Linked DNA regions of Mus musculus: all the other regions are linked to region 1. The links are chromatin contacts, called in public HiChIP or PLAC-seq maps. All regions are on one chromosome and are shown on one strand. The core of a region is the stretch at or near the end of the contact, and the rest is flanking DNA. Distances in the headings are between cores, read along the strand shown. Region 1 overlaps Gm33510 (a long non-coding RNA gene). Region 2 overlaps Pde7b (phosphodiesterase 7B). Region 3 overlaps Pde7b (phosphodiesterase 7B).

Region 1 (4,080 bases), core at 689-3,188:
AACTGTAGTGTGGGTGTCTGTGTGTCTCTGTGTGTGAGACTGTGTGTATGTCTGTTATGTCTGTGTGTGTGACTGTGTGTATGTGTGTGTGTGTATGTATGTGTGTGATTGTGTATATGTCTCTGTGTGTGGCTATGTGTATGTCTCTGTGTGTGATTGTGTGTATGTCTCTCTGTGTGTCTGTGTGGGTGACTGTGTGTTATATGTGTGTGTGATTGTATGTATGTCTCTGTGTGTGTGTGTGTGTCTGTGTGGGTGACTGTGTTGTCTGTGTGTGTGATTGTGTGTATGTCTCTGTGTGTGTCTGTGTGTGTGACTGTGTGTATGTATGTTTGTATGTATGTGTGACTGTGTATGTCTGTGTGTGTGTGTCTGTGACTATGTGTATGTGTGTGTGTGACTGTGTGTATGTCTCTCTGTGTGTGTGACTGTGTGTATGGCTGTGTGTGTGTGATTGTGTGGATGTCTGTGTGTGTGTGATTGTGTGGATGTCTGTGTGTGTGTGACTGTGTATATGTCTCTGTGTGTGGCTGTGTGTACATCTGTGTATGTGAGACTGTGTGTATGTCTGTGTGTGTGTGTGATTGTGTGTATGCCTCTATGTGTATCTGTGTGTGTGTGTGTGTGTGACTGTGTGTATGTCTGTATGTGTGTCTCTGTGTGTGACTGTATATATCTGTGTGTGTGTGTGATTGGGTGTATGTCTGTGTGGGTGTCTGTGTGTATCTGTGCATGTGTATATGTGTGTTGCATATGACTATAGTGTGCATGTGTATGTGTGTTTGTCTGTGTGTATGTCTGTAAAACCATAACAGTTAAAGACAAAGAGGCCATGAATTCCAGATGCATCAAAAAGGAGTGTTTGAAGATAAGAAAGAGAGGGGCATAAATGATGTAGTTGTATTTTAATTTAAAATAATTTCCTTTGTGTGATTAGAATTATTTTTTTATAATTTTCGTTCAAAAATAACATTGAATTTGTTCCTGGACTATATCTATCTATATCTATGTCTATATCTATACCTATATCTATATGCCTATACCTAAATATATATATATTGTATATTATATATGTGTGTAATATATGTAGCATATGTGAATATAATAGATTATATATGTATTATATTGTATATTACTATAACATTATGATTAATTTCCCCCCTTGTCCCCTGTCAACCCCCACACCTCCCTAGCAGCTATTTGTTCTACATTCTTGTCTCTTTGTTTGTTCTGTGACCCACTGAGTTTAATCAGTGCTATTTGTGTGTCTTCAATGGAATAATGTTAAATCATAAAGGATAAAATTCTATAATAGGCAATAAGTAATATATTAGATATAATATATAAAAATATACAAGTAAATATGTGCATAATATACATACATGATAATATTAATATTTTTATAAAATATAATAATTTATGTTAGTAGGTAAAATTATAACATAGTGGAGCAGTACAGCACCACATTAAGTGAAGTAAGTAAGGCACAGGAGACAAACACTGCCTGCTCACTAAAGGTGGAACTGATAACTCGGAAGTAAAACAGATGTCACTGGAAGAGTAGGAGGGAATGCTTAGTCCACAGTGTTAACCAAAATACAGCTGACAGGAAGTAAGTGGAATGTTCTACAGCAAAGCAGACTGAACATAGCCTCAGTAAAAAAAAAAAAAAAAAAAAAAAGACTGCACATCCCCAAATCACCAGAGGAGAAAAGTGTTTGGTCCCTAACACACAGGAGCCATGTCTGCAGAGATGGAAGTGCTCGCTGACCTGACCTGGTCAATACACATTGTATACACGTACTGAGTTATAGTAATGCATCCAGAAATAGTTACACAGTTTAAAATGGGAAGTTCTATCAGGAGGGAGTGGGGCTGAGTGACAACTGGGACAAGAAAGCTGTGAAGACCACATAGTGTATTGGCTGCTACGTACTCAGCGGTGGGTTCCAGAATGCGTATGTGAACATTTACAATCTATTTTTAAAAGTCCATCCAGTTGGACATGGTGGTGCACACCTTTAATCCCAGCACTTGGGAGGTAGAGGTAGACAAATCTCTGAGCTCAAGATTAGCCTGGTCTACAGAGTTCCAGGACAAGGAGATGTCCAGGTATCTCTTTGACATGACGATTCCGTTTTCTTTAGAAACTCAGTAGTGTGGTTGCTGTGTATATGGTTCTTTCGTTTTCACTTTCTGAGGAACTCCGTACAGATTTTCATGGTGGCTATATCCACGTGCACTGCCACCAACAGCCTGTGAGTCATCCACCTTCTGCATCCTCTCCGATACTGTCTTGTCCTTTTGACAGAAGCCACTCTCAGTGGGGGAAGTGAAACTCCAGTGTGGTTTTGATTTGTATTTTCCTAATGATCCTGAGCTTTCCTAGTGATGCTGAGCTCTTTCTTATGTATTCACTGGCCACTTGTATTTCCTCTTTTAAGAACTGTGTGTGCAAAGTATTTGCCCTTTGTTTAAAATCATACTTCTTGCTGTTGTTGGGATTCATATATATTCCAGACACTAACTCTTATCAAATAAGCAGTGTGTCCATTTTTCTTTCTGTTACCACTGCACAGTGGTGCAGAGGCTTCGTGGTTTTACAGAGCTCCATTTGTTTACTTCACCTTTATTCTCCATGTTTTAGGGCCTTAAAAAAATCTTTGCCCAACATCCTGAAGGTGTCCCTTTCTCTTTTCTTCAGTAGTTCCTTTGTCTTGGGTCTTATAGTTCCTTAATCTATTTTGAGATGGGTTTTGTATCACATGAGATGGAGGGGGCTAATTTCATTCATACACACACACACACATATATATGCATATACAATATAAACATACATATATGTACATACATATATATACGCACACATACACACACACACACACACACACACACACACACACACACATATATCCATACACACACACAGATACAGATACACATATACATACCAACATCTCACAGTGCTGTTTTTGGGAGACTTTGTCCTCTCTCTAGCATTCTTATTGCTTTTGTTAAAAATCAGTTGGCTCTGCATACAGGGATTTGTGTCTAAATATTTATTCTGTTCTGAAGTTGGTCAATGGGTCCGTTTTGTGACAATGCCATGCTGTTTGATTACTATACTTCCATAGTGTGTTTCAATATTATATTGTAATAGTCTCGGTTTTATTGTTTTTGTTCAAGAATACACCAGGTATTCAAGGTCTTTCTTGGATCTCTCTGAGTTTCGTGACTCATTTTGGCTATATAGGGAGTGTTGTTAGTAGTTTGAGGTAAATTATACTAGATCTACTGACCATTCTAGGTAGTGTGTATATTTTATCATTATTAATTCTATCAAGCCACAAACATGGAACATCTTTCCATTTTTGATGGGTCCTCTTTATTTCCTTGGCTTAAAGCTTCCTGTTCACACACACTGACATCACAATAAGTTGGGACATTTTCTCATCAATATCACTAACATGTCTTCTTTATTGTGCCTTTAGAGACATTTAGGCAGTGTGGATATTTCTTAAGTTCAAACTTTACTCTTAGTTGCCTCCCAGTTTGCTGACCATGTGGTTATTATGTAAAATATATTCAATAAGTTTTTAGTGAAAAGAGGGAAGAACAGGCAAAGGGAGAAAGAATAAGGAGTAAAAACTTGCTAATCTTTCTCAAAGGGCTAGATACTGTGCTAGATTCCTTATAAATAATATATATATGCCACGCACACTGGGAAATGCCACACACTCCGGTCAAGTCTGCGTGACAGGCTGAAAAGTCTGTAAGCACTCACAAGGAAAAGAGTTTCAAGGAAACTCACCTCCTGGAGTTTTGGCGGTCTCACTTACCCACATACTCATACTCTATTCCAGAGTTAGTCTGGTGTATGGAACTATGAGCTTGGAATCCGCAGGAATGCAGTAAAGAAGTTACCTATTCAGTAACTAATTAAGCATTACAAAAGATGGAGCCAGTAGCTCAGAGCTGGTCTGCAAAATATTTACTAAGGACAGTAGCAAATCTCACCCAAACTAGGGAATACCATAAAAGAGCCAGGGAATCCCACTGAGATAGAAATCTTCAGTACAG
Region 2 (4,080 bases), core at 899-3,398, 400 kb before region 1:
TTTGCGACAAGACCTTTTACCTACTGAGTATCTAACCTGCCTGCTCTTAATCCTTTTTTTAAAAGCCCGTATTAGGGATTGGACCTAGGGCCTCTCCCATACTTGTCAAGCACACTGCCACTGAATTTAGCCCCCAGCCCTGGTGCATTTTAACAAATATATGTCTTTGCCATCTCTTTGAAAGAAGGAGATTGAATTGCAGAATTTGCATCCTTCCTCAATATGGAATCAATAAAGGGTCGGGATGTATGAGAATCTTTAAATTTTGGCTAACCAGGAAAGCGAACATGACACTGGGAAGTCTGATTTTAAAGGTAGAAGTGTGTGATGTAGGTGTTGGGCTGCTTGGAGGCTGGAAAGGTCTTTGGCTTACAGGTGTGCCTCATCCTTCCAGCGTCACTCCAGGAAGCCTTTGTATTTAGTGGCCTATGCTGAAGCATCTATGTACTTAATGAATTACTAAAATTGATGGAACTAAGCAGATTCTTGGGTTTGAATATTATTTTAAAAAAAACTTCAAGAAAATTCCTACTGTATAGTATACCAAAACTCTATTTTTTTTAATAGTGAGGAACTACCTTGATTGTAACAACCATTGCATCACACTATCATTATGTCTTTAATTCTCTGACTTTGGGTTGGTCCATTGCATCAGAGCCTGCTTGCTAAGAGGTGTTGGACATTCACAGATTTTCCTAGATTCTGAATCAAAATTTCTCATTGGCCAAGTAGAAACTGGACTTGCAACGGGAGCTTCTGAACCTATTTATTGATAAAAAACCACAAGCTGGGAAGTCTTTTCCTGTTAAGCTCGGTGCTGGCAGTATTTATGGTAAAAGCCCATCACAAAGTGGTGGTTTTTGGGACCACTGAGGAGATGTGGGCTGGGTTTTTTTTTTTTTCTTCTGGCCTCATGCAGCCTTAAAAAAAAATCAGTGAACTATGAAAGGAAATATCAGAAAATCCACATCTCTTTTCATGGATGTGATAAGATTTTCAGAGCTGACACCGAAAACGTTAGTATACATAATTTGCATTCATATTGTGAAGGATTCCTAACACTGGGTACTTTGGTGCTTAGCAATATGCTGACTCGGCATCTCCCAATGGCTGAGGAGGCAACTAGGTCTTGCTTTACCTTTGGCTCCTTCAGGTAACAGTGCATGGCCTGGGTGACGTCGGCTGCGTGAACAGCATTGTGGTATGGGTTGTGACCGTGGTAATCTTCCTGAACCATAACTAGGAGGAAACAGAAAGCTTAGTCAGCTAACATCAAGGTAAGAATGGCATAGCAGGTAAGACTGATTTGAGGTGCTTCTTGCTTAAAAGTATCAGAGCTTCTAAAGTGCACAGTCTGAGGAATCCTTTAAAAAAGAAGGTGGGTTGCAAGCCTTGCCTGGCATCTTGGGTGTTTGTAATGGGGAGGAAAGGGAGAGAAAGGCCAGAAGGATCTGTGCAGTTTTGGGGACTTCTCACCTCTTCCACAGATCACCCCTTTCTGGCATCTCATGAAGGCTCTCATTCACAGGAAAGATAAATATGGAGGGAAAAGGACTACTTTATTTCATACCATCTTTCAGTTATCTAAAGTCTGTTGCCATTAGTCATGTGCCATAGATGATGCTCTCTTTCAGCGTCCTTGTGTTTTGGGTTCCTGCTGTCTAGTGATTGGATTACCACGTGAATAACAAACAGTCATCAAAACAGATCTTAGCCTCCGGCAGGTAGCTATTCCAGAGCTGCACTGAGCCAAGTGGGGCCTCCTTGGTTCATGTCGCCCCTATTTGGAGCATCATCTTTCATGCCCCTCCAGTGCAAAGCAGGAAAGTACCACGTCCACGGAAGGCAATAGTTTTGGTTTGCTGCTTATAGGAGAAGCCAATACCTGCTTCAGCATGTAGCCAAGTCAATGCTTGGATGAAATATATTCAGTGTGTATAGAGTGTCCAGACTTACAATGGCCATATTCATTTAGTGTTGCTTCAAACCTGGCTCCAGATTCTGCTGTTAACTCAGATGCCAAGGCTGTATTTCCTACATGTTCTGGGGGCACACATGTGTCCAAAGAATCTGTATCTCTTTAGACCAATCAACATTATTTGGCCCCTTTCACGGCCATTACTTTGCTCAGGCAATTAGAGTGCAATCAGCCTGAGGTTGTTTATGCCTCTGGAAAGGAGCCAGTTTGTGGCTGGTTGGTTACACATGTCTCTGCTATGCTGCATGCACTTTTTTATTCAGTAGGCTTGTTTCATATCATATGTAAACTCCAGCTCTGACACTTACTGGTGATGTGCAAATTACTTAACCATAATCCTCAACTTTCTTATAACAATGCCCTGAGTCCAAGTGTCGCTGCCTTTGAATGGTCCATGTGTTAATGCATGCAGTCCTTGGAAGAGGATGCAGGAGATGTAAGTGCCATGCCTGGTGGCAGGAGCTGCTTTTACGTTCCTTCTGATGGTACCGAGTCAACTTTAGAATTCATGGTCACACTGTCACATGACAAGTGTGGTTTGAACCGGAAATGTACTAAATGGCAGAGGCAAGCAACCCAGTGACTAGGAATCTATTTTGGAGAATTCATATGAGGAGATAAGAAAATTCACAGAACCAAAGAGGAACTGGGCTGCTTTTAGAGAAAGACCCGTGGCTGCGGTGGTGGCGTGTGTAAAGATGGCGGGCTTTGACCTGCGTGTGACTTGAGGTCTATCGCTTACTAGTCATTAGCCTTGGGAAAGTAGTGAAACCTCTTGGTTGTCCTTTATAACTGGAACAAGTGGTGATAATAATGTCCAGCTTGTGGATTTCTTCAAACAATTAGAAGTCATTTACCTAAAGTGTTCCACCCACAGTGGTGGAATGTAAACTGTCGTTAATAATTCATTTTAAGGATTTTCAGCAAATTGTGTTGTGATCATCATTATCTCATTGGGATTCTATTAGTATAAGAGCATGTCAGAATTGTCTTGACACCTATATACCCTTGGTGGTCTTTTTATAGATCCTTAATGTATTGAAGCATAACACATTAAGCTAACAACTCATCAATGACTTAGGACCGATAAGTTATCGTTAAAAAGTAAGATTAAATCTATTAAGATTAATTTGAGGTCTTTTTTTTAAATCATGCTGTGGTTAACACTTTATTTATTGAAAATTATTTTTTTGAGGTTATAATATATTTACATCATTTTTACTTCCCTTTTCTTCCTTCAACCCCCCATATACTTTTCTTTACTCTCTTTCAAATTCTCTCTCTCTCTCTCTCTCTCTCACACACACACACACACACACACACACACACACACACACACACAAACACACACACACACATCCACACACCACACTGCACACACACACACACACACACACACACACACACACACACTCATATTCCTAAATGCACAAATACAACCTGCTGCAAATGTTACTTGTATGCATCATTTCAGGGCTGACTATTTGGTACTGAATAACCAACTAGTGTCCTTTTTTCCCTGGGAAGACTATCTCTCCCGTTCCCAGTTTTCCTTGGTTATCTGCTGCTGTCTGTGGAAGGCTGCGGCCTTGTGGGCTGTCTCCCATGTCTTGTCTGTTGAGTCCTCTGTTCAGCTCATGTTTGTTGATACTGTGGTTGTATAGGGACATGCAAGAAAAAAAGACTTACCCAGAAACCTGTGCAAGGTCACCATATCGAGCTTGAAATGGTGGATGAGCCCATGGGAGTTGAAGAGGTGACACAACAGAGTTACCAGACTGTTCCCTGCGGAGGAATAGGAACTCACATTATTTTTATTAAACAACCAACCAGCCAGCAACAATAACAACAAAACCCTAGCAAGATTGAAAATAAGATTCAAATTCTCCAAAATAAGGTTTCTCTGATAGAATAATTCCCCACTTTTCATTTGAAATTATATATATTGCAATCTTCTTCTAGGTTTCTCATTATATTGTATATATAAAATTATCTCCCATCTTCTTATATCAGAGGAAAAGAAATTATTAAATGAAAGAATTTGTCTATGGAGTATGTGTGTGTAATTTTAAAAGCACATGGACCCTCAAAATATGCTTTAA
Region 3 (4,080 bases), core at 741-3,240, 330 kb before region 1:
AAGGATCTGAAACGATTTCCCAGAGGCTTTCTGATACACCTCAGTAACACTGAAGTGGGAATAGTTACAGTTTAACTTGCCAAGTCAAATAAAATTGTTACGTAAGAAATTCTGTCATACTTAGAGTGGACTGAAGGTGTGGTTACTACTGGTCTCTAGTAGGCACGTTTTCAGAAGCGATTTGTTGATACTGGAAAGACATGTCTGTTCTGTATGGGCTTATAGATTTGTAAGAAAAGGGAGAAAATATGAGTTGGGGAGGAGGGAGTCTTAGAGAGAATAAAAAGGCGAGGAGGGAGGGGGAAGGGAAGGTAATGGAAGAAAAGGTTAGTGAAGGAGAGCCAATCACAACCTGGCTGTCCCAAGCCCACCGAAGCATCTTTAATTTAGTACGCTTCATTCTAATAGGCCAGCTTGTTTACACTGTATATTTTGAGTTATTTCAAATATCTCTTCCAAACCATTGGGTTTCCAACTTCAGGGGATGCTTTCGAATGCGGCTGGAAAGTATTCCCACACAGTATCACATGGCACCAAAGATATGGAAAGAAAGAAAAGACTACAGGCATTTCAACGGCAGCTAACATGCCACAGCAGACTGCTCCATTATGCTTTCCTGAGGCCCCAAAACACCACTAGTTCAACCTCAAGACCATGCAGTGGTGTCAGATTTTCTCTTCAGGTATGTGTATGCAGACACACAGGCATGGGTTCACACTTGGGCACTTTGGGAGTCTCTGCAGGGTCCTAGCCTCATGCTGTGTTCTAGGAACAGTGCTTACACTGGGCAGAACAATGAAGCTGGGAGAACCTGTTTGTTCTTTTGGAAGGAATATTAGATTTCTTTACTCAACCTGCTGACCTCTCATGGACACTGTCTTAGTAAGGTCACTATTGAGAAGGCCTCCATTATCGATTTTTAGCAATAATTAGTAAGGGTCTCCAAACACTGTCATCTAAGTCAACATTTTCACCAAAATGCCAGTCATGGATTTGCAAATATTTCAAAAACACTTTTATTGTTTTGAAATAAAACAATAAAACAGGCCAACCCATTGTCACCAGGACATGCAAAGTATAACTCAGTTTTCTTTTTTTACATGAACGAAATCATTTTATAATCTCCATATGTTGGGAACTGATGTCACCAGTCTCTTGATTAAAGCAAGCAAGCAAGAAAGCAGGCAAACAGATCCAATGGTATAAAACTTGTTTTTGTTTTTCCCAATAATCTCTTCTTGTCTCGCAAGCCCCCTGCTGGAGAAACCTAGTCTTTTATTATTTGTTTGACAATATTCTCTACATTTGTCCCTTCTTTCCACTACTGTTACTTTCTTCATTTGATACTCTAATTACTCAAGAATTTCAAGCTTGAATTTCTCATATGTAAAACGAAAACAGTGTATGCCTGAAGACAAAAGCCAGGAAAAACTGAGTATTATTTTGAAAAAAAAGAAAAAAAAAAAGACTTTGCCTACACAAGAACCATGATTTAAACCCACTGACAGAAAAAAAAAATTTTTTTTTACAAGCATAGCAATTTCTGAACCATTAGATTCCCAATGCTACTACAAGGCAATTTCTTACCCATTTATCTTTATTGTGGTACAGGCTAAGTGCATGACTGGCCTTATGCTGACCACCACAGCCTCTTCAGAGTCGCTAATACTCGGCAGTTCTTGCCTCCCTTTCCAGATGGTCAGGAGATTAGTTTATTCATGCTTTAAATGCAGGGAGAACAGCAGAAGTTCAGATAGAGGAACGTTTGCTCCCAGCTGGCAAAGCTCTCCAGCGGGGACCGTTTGACCTCATAAGGAGCCGTAACTGCAGCAACTTAAGAGGAAACAGCAACAGCAGTGCCCATTGGGGAATGCAACTGAAAAACAGGAGGCAGGAGCTGCGTGGGGAGGGGCAGGAGTACATAAACACTTAAGGCCTCCGCATGACACCTTTGAGGGCTGCGTAATTCCCACTGACGTCAATTCCGTGCTGTGGATACTGTAAGACCACAGGAAAGAGCCTGACATTGCTTCACAGTTCCTCTCTCTCAGAGAGTGTAGTTCTCAGGCTAGCTTCGCTGGCAGCACAAGAGACTAGAGTTGCAAATTCAATGGCCCTTCTTCTCTGATAGACCATGAATCATAGACTCTGTGCCAGGCCGTCCAAACAATTCCTATTTATGCTACAGATTGAGAGCTGCTGCTGTGACCAAGGAGGGCAATAACTAGCACGCCACCAATAAACACTAAAAAATATACATTCATAAAAATGCACAAATAGGCTGAGAATTTGACTCCTACCCTTCCTCTCCTTCTTCCTGATATTATTTTGGTTGTTGAGATCAAGTCTTATGTGTCCTGGGCAGGCCTTGAACTCAGAACTGCCTCAGCCTAAGCACAGGCGCCTGCCTGCCTTGCTTTCTGTCTGTTCTATGTCTGATGCTCAGCAGCGCAAACCTCGGTAGACAGGTGTTTAAGTGGATGGAAGGGTCTTGTCATGACAAAAATTAAAAAATCTTCTATGTAGCAAATGAAGCCCTGACATGTTAGATTCCTTTGCGTGTTGGTTCTTTTTTTTCTTTTAAAAAATATTTATTTATTATATGTAAGTACACTGTAGCTGTCTTCAGGCACTCCAGAAGAGGGTATCAGATTTGGTTACAGATGGCTGTGAGCCACCACGTGGTTGCTGTGATTTGAACTCAGGACCTTTGTGGAAGAGCAGTCGGCGCTCTTAACTGCTGAGCCATCTCACCAGCCCCGCTTGTTGGTTCTTTCGGGAGGATCACTGAAATCCAGAGAACAGTGCACTGACCTGAGAGGTGATTTTTTTTTTCTTTTTCTTTTTGTAATGAGGATTAACTGTGCCACACGTAGAAAAGCCACTTCTTTTCGTTCCTTAAGAATATTGGTGCATACTTTAGGTGGGGGTAGAGAGTCTACTAATAAGTATTCTCCCTCAAAATGAATCTCAAATGAGTATTTGATTATTTAATGTTTTAATTACCCAATTGTTTTTGAAATCCTTCCAATCATGAGTCATCATCTTGAAGACTGTACTTCCTACTGTCCTTGACTGCAACTTTAGCTGTGCTCTAGGCATCGTTTTTCTCTCCCTCTCCCTTCACATTCTTCCCATTGCCCATCCCAGGCAGCTAAGCCACGACAGCCTCCCTGAAAGTGACACACTCTTCCATCTGACCCTGTCAAACTCTTGTCGCCTTACTGTCTGTCACTTTGCTGAAGCCCAGAGAACAGAATGCTGATCTGAGAAGCAACTTTTTGTAATGAGAAGTAAGTATGCCACACACATTTCCCCCTCTTTGTCCCTGTGCTGAGAGGTTCCACCTGACCTCACAGTGAGATAAACTTAAGCTACTTTTTAAACTCAGACCAAATGCCTTCTTCTGGAGGGAGCCATCTTGGACCACAAGCCCATTGTCCATTTTGCAGAGGATGCTCCTCCTCTGGGCAGGGCTCCGTCCTGGCACTTACCACATGTTACTTCTCTTTTCAACTAGAACTCATTAAAGACAGGACTCTCTCTCCACGCTGGTCCTCTCACCTCCCCTCTCTTTCTGTCTTCTCCTTCCCCCCACTTCCTTCTTTTCTTAAGACAGGGTTGCACTATGTACCCCATCTGGCCCTAATGCCTGCCTCAGCCAAGTGCACAGGTCTGTACACTGTGCCTGGCTAACAGGAGCCATTTCTTATTATTGTTTGTAAACATGGAACTTAGCTCTTCCCCTAGCACATACCAGCTGCTGAACACATGTTTATTAAGCAAAGACATGAACACATTAAAAATAAAGGCCCTAGTCCCTCCCAAGGCTGTTCCTTAGCATGGCAGTTGGATAACTCACCATGACAAACAGGTACCCACAGACCATAGGAGGCTTTGTAAGAAGAGAAAAGTGAGAGGTGAGTTCACATCTTCTGCAGACTTCAAATCGAGCCAAACCGTTTGGAAAACCCATAGAAACCCATAGAAACCCATAGAAACCCATAGAAACCGAAGATCTCTCTTTGTTCTGCTAATTCCTTCTGCTCAACATGTGCTTTCTCTGGGACTGGAGGAAGG

What was found. HiChIP or PLAC-seq counts read pairs in DNA pulled down with a chosen protein or histone mark.
Region 2: an H3K4me3 HiChIP or PLAC-seq map of bone marrow-derived macrophages shows a contact between it and region 1, with 3 times the contacts expected there. The contact joins two enhancer-like sites. A contact is called at or near these places in 1 of 484 Hi-C or Micro-C datasets (macrophages) and 2 of 115 datasets of contacts at active chromatin or transcription factors (bone marrow-derived macrophages and differentiating embryonic stem cells).
Region 3: an H3K4me3 HiChIP or PLAC-seq map of bone marrow-derived macrophages shows a contact between it and region 1, with 8 times the contacts expected there. The contact joins two enhancer-like sites. A contact is called at or near these places in 1 of 15 datasets of contacts at CTCF or cohesin (pro-B cells), 2 of 484 Hi-C or Micro-C datasets (bone marrow-derived macrophages and macrophages), 1 of 115 datasets of contacts at active chromatin or transcription factors (bone marrow-derived macrophages) and 1 of 9 other capture datasets (embryonic stem cells).

The regions. Positions count from the first base shown.
Region 1 is chr10:20,833,098-20,837,177 of GRCm38.p6, forward strand. All of the region lies in intron 1 of Gm33510 (a long non-coding RNA gene), which reads right to left. Among named protein-coding and RNA genes, the nearest start is that of Gm33510, 3.7 kb to the right of the region's middle. Within about 2 kb of position 1,939, at least 60 of the 459 cell types and tissues checked have an H3K27ac peak or open chromatin away from gene starts, as enhancers often do. A contact at or near this core is called in bone marrow-derived macrophages and macrophages, where this site is marked.
Region 2 is chr10:20,435,058-20,439,137 of GRCm38.p6, forward strand. It overlaps Pde7b (phosphodiesterase 7B), which reads right to left. Exons shown (of 12, transcript NM_001347366.1): 5 at 3,668-3,763; 6 at 1,139-1,239. Among named protein-coding and RNA genes, the nearest start is that of Mtfr2, 89 kb to the left of the region's middle. Within about 2 kb of position 2,149, at least 25 of the 459 cell types and tissues checked have an H3K27ac peak or open chromatin away from gene starts, as enhancers often do. A contact at or near this core is called in bone marrow-derived macrophages, where this site is marked.
Region 3 is chr10:20,503,746-20,507,825 of GRCm38.p6, forward strand. All of the region lies in intron 1 of Pde7b (phosphodiesterase 7B), which reads right to left. Among named protein-coding and RNA genes, the nearest start is that of Pde7b, 43 kb to the right of the region's middle. Within about 2 kb of position 1,991, at least 43 of the 459 cell types and tissues checked have an H3K27ac peak or open chromatin away from gene starts, as enhancers often do. A contact at or near this core is called in bone marrow-derived macrophages and macrophages, where this site is marked.